3 separate regions of the Mus musculus genome follow, and all the other regions are linked to region 2. The links are chromatin contacts, called in public HiChIP or PLAC-seq maps. All regions are on one chromosome and are shown on one strand. Each heading gives the region's core, a stretch centred on a gene start, on an enhancer-like site or on the middle of the called end of the contact. The rest is flanking DNA. Distances are from core to core; before and after follow the strand shown.

Region 1 (3,231 bases), core at 162-2,661, 1.7 Mb before region 2:
GGTATTCAAGCTGTCATGGCTTGCTCTGTGGAAGCGGAATAGAACAGTCCCCCTCATGATGGCTTTCACATGTGTGACCCTTTTGGCACACTTACATTCATTCAGTCTGCTTCTCATGGGGGAGACCCATAGAGGGACTAGATCTTATCAGATTCGTGACATGCCCAAAGTCTTTGAGTGGTGGAATTCACACCTAGTGTGACATATTCCACCCTTCCAGTGGTCCCCAAGTAGACATCACATCACAGTCACCAGGAAAATTTGCAGAGCCCCCACCCCACTGCTATGCAGCAAACCAACAGGTACCAACCACCTAGTCAGGTCTAGAGTGTGCTGGAATCAAAGCACTGTCTTTGCCTTTGTCAAAGCTGCATCGCCAACCCCTGTGTTTGATTTGTTTGAGACAGGGTCTGTAAGCACAGGCTGTCGTCTCAGTCCCTATGTGGCCAACGGTGATCTTAAGTCTCTGACCCTCCAGGGCTAGGATTGCATATGTACATCATCATTTTAGACTGCTGGAAAGTGAGCTCCTGCAACGAGGCGAAGGCCCCACTGGCTGTCTCAGAATTGTTAGCATGCTTCATCAAAACATCGGGATTTCTCATGTCCAAGCAGGATCAAAAATTTTTATTTTTTAACAATCTCAATATGATTCACGTCCACTGGACTCATTGGATTAAAGAGCCACAGATTAACATCTCTGTGGAGGGACCTGGTGGGAAGGGCATTTCAGCGATTTTCTTTGAGGTTCATAGTATACTGTGGAGGCTCTGGTTTGACTCTGATTAATTCCTAAGGCAAACAAAACAAAACAAGCAAGCAAGTAAACAAACATCCCCCCCCATCCGAAAAAAAAAAAAAACAAAAACCCCTCCTCTCTTCGGTTGCTTCCTGAAAGCTGGTGATTTCTAAGGCTACCATGAACAGCACTGTAGAATTTGCAGGGTCCATTCCAGCGTGAACCACAAAACCTAAATTATGTGGCTGGGGAAAGTTGAGATCCAAGGAAAGGGTCTGAGGGGGAAAGTCAACCGATCCATCAATAAAAACAGTTCGTATATTGTAAGCTATGTGAGGGTCCTATTTATTCCTTTTAGAGACGGGAAAACCGAGATTTAGAGCACGAAAATCATACCCCAAGGCACAGAGATAACCAAAGACCAAGTTGCCCAGTGCAACCTCAAAATTATAGCCAGGCACCCGCCCCTCCCCACCCTCCACTCCTGTCCCCAAATCGCTGATCTACACACAGTCTGAAATTCGGGCGCCCTCCAGGCGAAAACTCAAGTTAGACCAGACTGTAGAGCAGTTCTGCTCGCTCCAGGCTTCTCCGGGGCTGCAGCTTGAGAACTACAAGGCCCAGCAGGCAACTGCAAGGGGAGGAGGAGGAGGTGGGACTAGCGCCGGGTGGGAGTGAGAGAGCGAGCCCTCGCGCCTCGCCGGCGCACAGCGCTCGGAGCGCTCCTGCGGGTACTTTGGCGGGGCTCTCCGCTGCGGGCGGCGCGGAACGGGAGCCGGAACCCTGGTGCAGCCGCTGCGTGCAGAGGACCCGGGCTGCGCAGGGAAGCGGGGCCGAGACGTCCGGACTGGACTGAGACTGTGCTTAGCGCATTGCGGCGACCTCGCCTTTCCCGGCCGCGAGCGCGCGCCGCAGCTGGAAAAGCAGCGGAGACCGAGGACTTTTCTCAGGTCCCAGGGGCGCACCACAGCCGTGCTGCAGTCAATGCACGCCGGAGCCCCAGGAGGGGTGATGGAACTCGGGCTGCCAGAAGCCTGAGACGCCGCCACCGCCGCCGCTGCGTACTGGAGAGCGGGGGGCGCACGATCTGGGGACCCCGGGCGGCGGACCCGAGCCCTCCCCCCCGCCCCGCCTCCGGGGCACCAGCTTCGGCTCCATTGTTCCCGCCCGGGCTGGAGGCGCCCGGCTCGGAGTGCCGCCGGGAGTCGTGCCTCGGCCGCGGAGCCCTCGAGACCCCATCAGGATCTGAACGGAGCCCGGAGACGAGCGGCGGGAGCGCAAGACACAGACACCCGCCGCGCCACGGCGAGCTCTCCAGAGGCGGGACCGCAGCGCCAAGTGAGGTAAGAGTCGCCGGCGCCCGCAGAGCCGGCTGGCTGGGCGTCCCGAGCGGCCCCCGCGCTTCGCCAGTCGCAGCCCGCGCCTCCCTCCTCCAATCCCCCACCCCACCCCCGACTCCGCTCCCTCCCCGGCGCCCCTGTCCCTCCTCCCTCGGCCAGTGTCGCTGCCCGCGCCCCCTCCCCGCGCGCTGGGCCCGCTGCTGCTGCCCGCTGCCTAACTTTTCCGCCAACTCGCGCTCCGGAGCTAGCGAGGAGGCTGCTGCGCTCCGAGTCCAGACCCCGACCCTCTTGGCCCAGGAGAAGGCGGCGGAAGCTGTGTGTTCCCTACTGGGGAGGAGGGCGGGAATGGGCCGGGAGATGGAGGGTGTGTGTGTGTGTGTGTGTGTGTGTACATCATCTATCTTTTGGTCCTCTTGCGGATTCACCCCGTTTCAGCCGGTGGCTTTAAGCTCAACACCCTACATCTGGGATCTTTTCAAGTGTTTTCCTACCTCCGGGCAAGTCTGGGGTCCAGGTTGGGGGGTTGAAGAGGAAAGGAAGTGGCGGGGAAGGCTAGCTTGTCTTGGAATAGGTTTGAAGGAGGTGTCGTCACCAAATGGCTGAATCGGCTTTAGCGGAGAGCGAGCAAAGATTCCCCCCCCTTTTGAGGGGTGATGGTGGTGGTGGTGGTAATGTTCTATTTTATCTTAGACCTAGAGGACTCTTGAAGGGGTCTGGAGAAGCGGGGGGTGGGGGGTCTCGGGGTCTGGATCGTTCTGGGAAGTGGAGGAAATGAGGAGAACTTGTCCGGTGCGGAGGAGCCCTCTTCTGCCCGCTTGTTGCTTCTCTGGCCCAGACCCCCTCTCCACACCTCCTGTGCCTCCTCTTGTAGTGTCTCCGGCGGGGTAAGACAACCTAGTACTCATATTTTTAGAGGAATTTACTGACTTTTTAAATATATAGATGGGGTTTGTAATAAACAGTTACCCACCCAGTGAGGCAGCTGGACACCTTGGGAGTGCAGGAGGGAGTTCTCTTTCTCTGGGCCTAGTAGAAGCTATTAACTCATTTGCAAAGCATTTCGACGGCGTTTTTCTCCCCCACCCCACCCCCCATTTCCCAGATGTAGCTGCCGCATCTGGTTCCGTTTCACCCTACACGGGTACACCGCAG
Region 2 (3,305 bases), core at 722-3,221:
CCATCCGGTGCCGCGGGTGTCCCGCCTGTGGCAGGGGACGGAGAGCGCGACGGAGACGGCGGAGACTCCTCGGGCGAGAAGCGGCCCAGTTCCCGGCGCAGCAAATGCCGTTGGCGCTTAGCCACAACGAACACTCGAGCATAGACGAAGAGCATCACAAGGAGGGGAAGGTAGAAGGAGACGGAGGAGGAGAGCAGCGCATAGGGCATGTTGGAGGCAAAGGAACAGCAGCGCGGATTGGAGTGGCATTCCTGTGCCTCGGCATCTGCCCCTACACGCCACCACTGGCTCATGATGGGCGCAAAGGACACGGCAGCGGACACGATCCACACCAGGACAACTGCCGCGCGGGCGCGGCGCTTGGTAACCAGCGTGCCGTAACGCAAAGGGTTGGTGACAGCTAGGTAGCGGTCCACAGCCAGGGCGCACAAGGTCTCGATGCTAGCAGTTACACAGAGCACGTCCACTGACGTCCACAGTTCGCAACCAGTTTCGCCCAAGGGCCAATGGCCAGTCAGCGCCAATGTGGCCCCTGGTGGCATTACGAGGAGTCCCACTACCAAGTCAGCTGCGGCCAGTGAAGTCACGAACACGTTGGTTATGGTCTGTAGTCTCGGCGTGCGGGCGATGGCTATGATTACCAGCAGGTTGCCTCCCACCGTGGCCAGCGCCAGCAATGCCCCAGCCAATGCCGCTGCCCATGGTACTCCTGGCAACCCACTGGTGTTGGCTGCACTGGGGTCCAGGGTAGGGGCGTCCGACCACAAAGCCAGAGAGCCGTTTCTGTGAGGCCACGGAGCCATCTCGTGTGGCGCCTGGGGTGGGAAGGTTCCCCCTCCTCCCCAGACCCGCTGGCTTAGGGAAGGGGACAGTAGGGCTTGGGAGCGACTCTTCCAGCCTGGGCCATCTTCCCTAATTGCTGGGGTAAGTCTGTCAGCTTCCCTCCATCTCACCCCCCATGTACACCCTAGTTGCCGGGAGGAGTGGCTGCTTTTAAAGGAACAGCGTCCAATAGTCACAAGAGAGGCCTCTGGTGGGAATTGGAGGGTGGAGAGGGGCGTCCTGTCTTGACACTCCCTCAGCACCGGTTTCCTGGAGCTCAGCAGCTCCTTCCTGGCAGAACCTGAGGCAACCCTGCAAAGAAGAGAAACCCCCGCACCCTATCCTTTACCCAACAAGGAAGGCAACCATCCAGAAACAAACCAAAACAAAACCGAACAACCCAAACCATCCAAGATAGCCCCTCTTCTGCTTGGATGCTCTCCCTAAGGTATCTTATTGTTTGAGATAGTCTTTCTATATGTTGCCCAGATTGGTCTGGACCTCCAGATCCTTCTGCCTCAACCTCCCCAGTGCTGGGATTACAGATCTGTGCGCCACTATTCCCAACTCTAAGACTCTTTTTGTGAAGCCACCAACCAGAGGTGGCTGGCATCCTTTTCTCTCCCAGCTGATGAGATCCGTCCCCTTCCCTTTCCTCAATTTCGCTCACCCTCTGTCCCTGTCTGCTGTTTCAGTTCTTCTTCTTTTCAGTTACTGGAGACACCCGCTTGTTTCAGGAGTCACTCTAGTTTGACATGGCATCGTGTAGCTTGGGATGCTGAGGGCTTCTGGTTTCCATCTTCCTCCTGCACTGCCCAGTCCACACACCTTTCTCCTAGAAAATTTCTAGAAAAGTCCCTTCAAATTCTGAAGTGATAGACACATTAAAATGAGAGGATGGAGTTTTGGAGAGGGAGGGGTGTATCTCGGTGGTAGAGTGCATACTTAACATGCTTGAGGTCCAGCACAGAAAGAGAGAGAGAGAGACAGAGACAGAGAGAGACAGAGAGAGAAAGGATGCATTTGAGGCTGTCTAGCACAGTGGTTCTCAACCCGTGGCTTGCAGTCCCCACCGTGTTCACATATCAGATAGATATCCTGCATATCAGATATTTACATCACGAGTCAGAATAATAGTAAAATTACAATTATGGAGTAGCAACTAAAATAATGTTATGATTGGGGTCACTGCAACATGAGGCACTGTATTAAAGGGTCGCAGCCTGAGGAAGGGTGAGGACCACAGGTCTATCGCCACACTCAGTTATCCAAAGCTAATGTTTGTCACCTTCCCCATGGTAAAGAGTTCTCATCCACTTGCTGGAGATTTCTTCATAAGAAACTAGAGTCGAGGGAGTCATGTGTCTGCATGTGAACGTGTGGGTGCATCAGGTGTCTCCCTCTACTATTTTCCAGTTTATTACCTTGAGACAGGGTCTCTCACAGGGCCAGAAAGCTTTTGCGTTGGCTAGGACGGTGGAGTCTGGGCTTTTGAGATTCGCCTGCCTCTGCTTCCCAAGGCTGGCATCGTGGGTGTGTGCGGCCACATCCACCTCTTCACTTCGGTGCTGGGGATTTGAACTCAGTGCCCCTGGCTTGCAGAACAAACACTCTTACTTACTGTGCCATCTCCCGGGGCCCTCGTACTGCATATCTGGAGTGCATAAAAGGATAAGCCTGGTATTTTAATGCCTCTGAAGTTTCTTATACAGTAAGATCAGCGCCTCTGAGCCCCCTCCCTTCACCCAGACTTATAGGACCTGACCCTGTCATCCAATCTCCCAGTCAAAATTTTTCCAAATTGGATGTGGGCATGAAAGGCTTAGAAATAAGCCTCTGGGAGTTAGGGAAATGGCTAAATGAGTGAAGTGCTTGCCTTGCAAGCAGAAGGACCTGAGTTTGATGATTCCTGGGATGCGAATAAAGAAGCCTGAAGTGATGGCCTTCACATGTAATACCAGGGTTAGGGACGCCTGTCAAGACTGCTCCATGAGTTGTCTCATTTCCACCCCGAAACAATGGGGCAAAAGAGAGAAAAAAACAAATATAGTGGAAAATGCCTCCAGGGTACCCCCCTGGCATGTTCTTTTGAGTAGCTCAATATTTTAAAAGTGTCCTCTATAGCCACTGGTCCAGGCAATCCCCACGGGAGGCTGAACCAGGGGTTGGGAGTCAGAAAGGTTGGAAGGGGAAGAGAGAACCTAAAATTATCCCTGAGGAAAAAGGGCCAGCTGGGCTCCCAGGGACTCAGCAGCTCACTCACCCATGAGCAGGACTGTCAGGGGCTCTCAAGCAAAGGTTTTCCCTGTCCCATGGATGCAGCCGTCAGAGCTCCCTTCTGCTGCCCCTGCCCCTGCTCCTGTCCCAGCCATGCCAGGGTGGTGTGAAGGCTGCCTTTGGCTGTGGCTTCTTGCTGGTCATCAGGGTGATTGCACCCAAGTCAGGGTTTTGCAACACCCCAGAGCGCTGCCAGTTATCGCAAA
Region 3 (3,308 bases), core at 680-3,179, 1.4 Mb before region 2:
TCTCTGCAGTGACCACCCAGGGCTTTGCACGCAGCAGGCAAGTACACCACGACTCAACACCACACCTTCAAATGTTACTGACAACAGGTCTTGCCCACTGTAAATACCAAGCCCAGAACACACAGAATACATTATCGCAAACTTAATTACATAATCTCTTCTAATTGCACAGACTCCTTCCCAATCAGCCTGTAAGGTCAAAAGCAAGGACGATGCCCACACTCATACCTAATAGCACTCTCACCTCAATACTTCAGAACATGCCAAAGGAATGCAAGCAACTCCTCAGTCAGCATCTGGTCACTGGATAGGGTTAGAGTGAGCACAAAATACTACCTACTGACTTTTTTTCGGTATATTTAAAAATACTTCTCAATTGTCTTGAGATTGAAATATGATTACAGGGCTGGTGAGATGGCTCAGCAGTTAAGAGCACTGACTGCTCTTCCAAAGGTCCTGAGTTCAAATCCCAACCACATGGTGGCTCACAACCACTCCTAACAAAAATCTGACACCCTCTTCTGGTGTGTCTGAAGACAGCTACAGTGTACACATATAATAAATCTTTGGGCTGTTGTGAGCAGAGTTGGAGCAAGCAGGGCTAGAGCGGGCAGAGGTCCTGAGTTCAATTTCCAGAAACCACATGATGGCTCACAACCATTTGTATAGCTACAGTGTACTCATATACATAAAATAAATAAATTAATTAAAAAAAAAGAAATATGATTACATAATTTCCCCTTCCACCCCAGAACTGGGGTTCCTTGAGCTGCCATGTGAATACTGGGAATCAAGCCCAAACCCCTGAAAGGGTAACTAGTGATCTAAAATGCTAAGCCATCTCTCCAGGATCATGCTGTCTAGAAGGCCATGAAATGTACTCACGACGTGTCTATTCCAAAGGTGTCAGCGGTGAACCATTTTGTACATATCCCACACTGCAACTCCACTTCTCCCAACTGCCGCCCATTCTCCTCATCCACAGAGCCCGCCTGGGTATCCATCACTTCTGAAGTGTCTCCGGTACCTTCCTGGAGCCACAGGGCAATAAGAGAATCAAATGGCCTGACTACTTTTTAAAAAAAAAAAAATAGATTAAACATTTTAAAACCAAATCTAGTTCGCCTTCCAAAGGCCTCAGAGGAAATACTTACCAAAGTATCTTTTCCATTAGAAGATTCTGTCTCCAGACCACTTACATCAACCAAGTTTGCATCCCTATAATGAAAAGACAAACATCAAAATGGCCTTTCCTAAACAGAAAAACACAATGGTCCAAATACGGAGGGTATATCTTTTTCATGTCCTGAACGGGATGCCCACGAGAGAACAATCCTGAGTATTAGGAGGGAGGTTGTCAAGCAAGACAAATGTGTTCGCGGCCCAGGGATTCCTAGTGCACTGGGCTAACGACGGGAGGCTGCCGTCCTCAGTGCTTTCAGGACCAAGCATTGCAAGAGGGATCAGCGAGGTCTTCCGGGGCGCTAGAGGGGGAAACGCTCTTGGCTCACACTGGTGCTGATGGGAGCCGAGGAGCCGAGGAGCGGCTTGGAGTCCACAAGCAAGCAGCCAGCGGGGTTGCGGAGGGTACCGGGTGGGCGGGCGGGCCGAGCCGTTGGCTGCGGGACCTGGATCCGGAGGGCGACACCGGGCGGCGCGAGCCGCGGGCTTCCACGAGGGGCGGGCCCTCGCGCGTCCCCGGGGCTGCGAGTGGATTGCCTTACCCACTTTCGGCCTCTCCGGAGCTGGGCTCCGCTCCCGGGGCGGCTGACGGCCCCTCGCCAGCCCCCGCGGCCACCGGCTCTGTCTCTCGGTCCTCCGCCGTTGTGGCACTTGCAGCGGCTCCGGGACCAGGGCCGGCGCTGACTCCCGGACCAGGACCCGCTCCAGCCGCCGCCATCGCTGCTCCTTCCCAAGCTCTCGCGAGAATATATCTATGCGGCGAGTTGCCGCCACGCACGGCGCTCTTAAAGTGGGAAAGACCTTTTGTTGGGGGGCCCGCCACTTACTTGGGAAGGACGCACTTTGAGTCCGCCGCTTTAAGGCCAGAAAAAAAAAAAAAAAGAAAGGAAGAAAGAAAAAGGCAGGGCGCAACTCGGATTGCCCAGGTTTGAAGGGAGCCACTTAGGAGGTCTGTCCTTTGCTTTCCTCTTGGGACTTGAATTATTCAAAACGCCTGCTCATAGTCGTGGCTAAGAGTGGAAATCACGGCACATATGAGGATGTGAGAGACTCCCCTTTACACTGTGCGGAGCAGGCGATCATACTAAAACCCTAAAACGTAGGAAACTTCCAAACAACAACAAAGGAGCACTCTGGCTCACACCTGCCGGGAGCGTCTGTAACTGCGTAGCTGGCCGCCAGAAGCCCCGTTTCCAGGCGGCTTTTGGAGAGACTAGAGGTCTGATTCCAGAGAGCCCGAGGTAGTTGTGGGTGGAAAAGACGTTAGGAAAAGAAACATCTGGCCAGAGGAGGCTAGAAGTGCTGTGCGCTCGAGGAACACGAATTGCTAGTTCACGGAGGGAAGTAGAGCTCCAGGCGAGAGTGCTAGCAGAGGACAGAATTCAGCAAGGTTTGGGCCTTAGCGAGAAGGGCAGAAACGAGTAAGAAAGGGATGTCTGCTGGTAGCTAAACCCCTGGACTGAGTGCAAGCATATGGGTGGGCTCTAAACCCTAGCAAAATAGAAACTGCCGCCTCACCCCCATCCTCCGCGTGTGTGTGCGCTTTACGGATGTGTGCGCATGTATGTGGCATAGTGCACTGGACAGGTGAGAGGACAATATGGTGAGAAGAGCTTTCTTTCCCTCCACTATGTGAGTTCTAGGAATCTAGCTCAGGCTTGGCAAGCAAGTGCCGCCTTTGCCCACTGGGCCATCTCACGGACCATAAATTTGCTGTTTTAAAACAAACACACTTAGGGATTAGAGATCATTGATACTTTGCAGTTGTTAGGAGAAAGTGCCGCCATGACCAAAAATATCTTAAGCAAGGGGAGGGGGGATCTTGGTTGAGGGGGGTTCAAAGAGATAAGAATCCATGATGGTGGGGAGATAAGGCAGCAAGGATCTGAAATGGTGACTATCAGACAAGGCTGAGAGCTCGAATTCTCTATCAGAATCACCAAGCAGACAGGGAGAACTTCAAGGAAGCGGCTTCACTTTTTTCGTGTAAGCTTGCCCCCAGTGACTTACCTCCACCAGCAAACGTTCACCTCCCAAGCCTCCCTAGACATCATAACAACTGTTGTGTGAATGGGGACCGATCCTCCCCCCCCCATGCCCCACCTTACCCTCTCAAATGCATGACT

The links. HiChIP or PLAC-seq counts read pairs in DNA pulled down with a chosen protein or histone mark.
Region 1: a contact with region 2 is called in an H3K27ac HiChIP or PLAC-seq map of embryonic stem cells, with 2.2 times the contacts expected there. The contact joins the promoter of Fgfr1 here to the promoter of Adrb3 in region 2.
Region 3: an H3K27ac HiChIP or PLAC-seq map of embryonic stem cells shows a contact between it and region 2, with 3 times the contacts expected there. The contact joins the promoter of Ash2l here to the promoter of Adrb3 in region 2. A contact is called at or near these places in 1 of 39 promoter capture datasets (pre-B cells) and 1 of 115 datasets of contacts at active chromatin or transcription factors (embryonic stem cells).

The regions. Positions count from the first base shown.
Region 1 is chr8:25,517,348-25,520,578 of GRCm38.p6, forward strand. Fgfr1 (fibroblast growth factor receptor 1) reads left to right here and starts at 1,412. Exons shown (of 18, transcript NM_010206.3): 1 at 1,412-2,082. It overlaps Gm31288 (a long non-coding RNA gene), which reads right to left. Exons shown (of 3, transcript XR_003947368.1): 3 at 2,341-3,231. RefSeq lists promoters at 577-1,551, 1,337-1,551.
Region 2 is chr8:27,227,617-27,230,921 of GRCm38.p6, forward strand. Adrb3 (adrenergic receptor, beta 3) reads right to left here and starts at 1,972. Exons shown (of 4, transcript NM_013462.3): 1 at 1,493-1,972; 2 at 1-1,134. The coding sequence starts at 803. Gm45470 (a long non-coding RNA gene) reads left to right here and starts at 1,793. Exons shown (of 3, transcript XR_001778544.2): 1 at 1,793-3,305.
Region 3 is chr8:25,838,858-25,842,165 of GRCm38.p6, forward strand. Ash2l (ASH2 like histone lysine methyltransferase complex subunit) reads right to left here and starts at 1,930. Exons shown (of 16, transcript NM_011791.3): 1 at 1,725-1,930; 2 at 1,155-1,218; 3 at 886-1,031. The coding sequence starts at 1,900.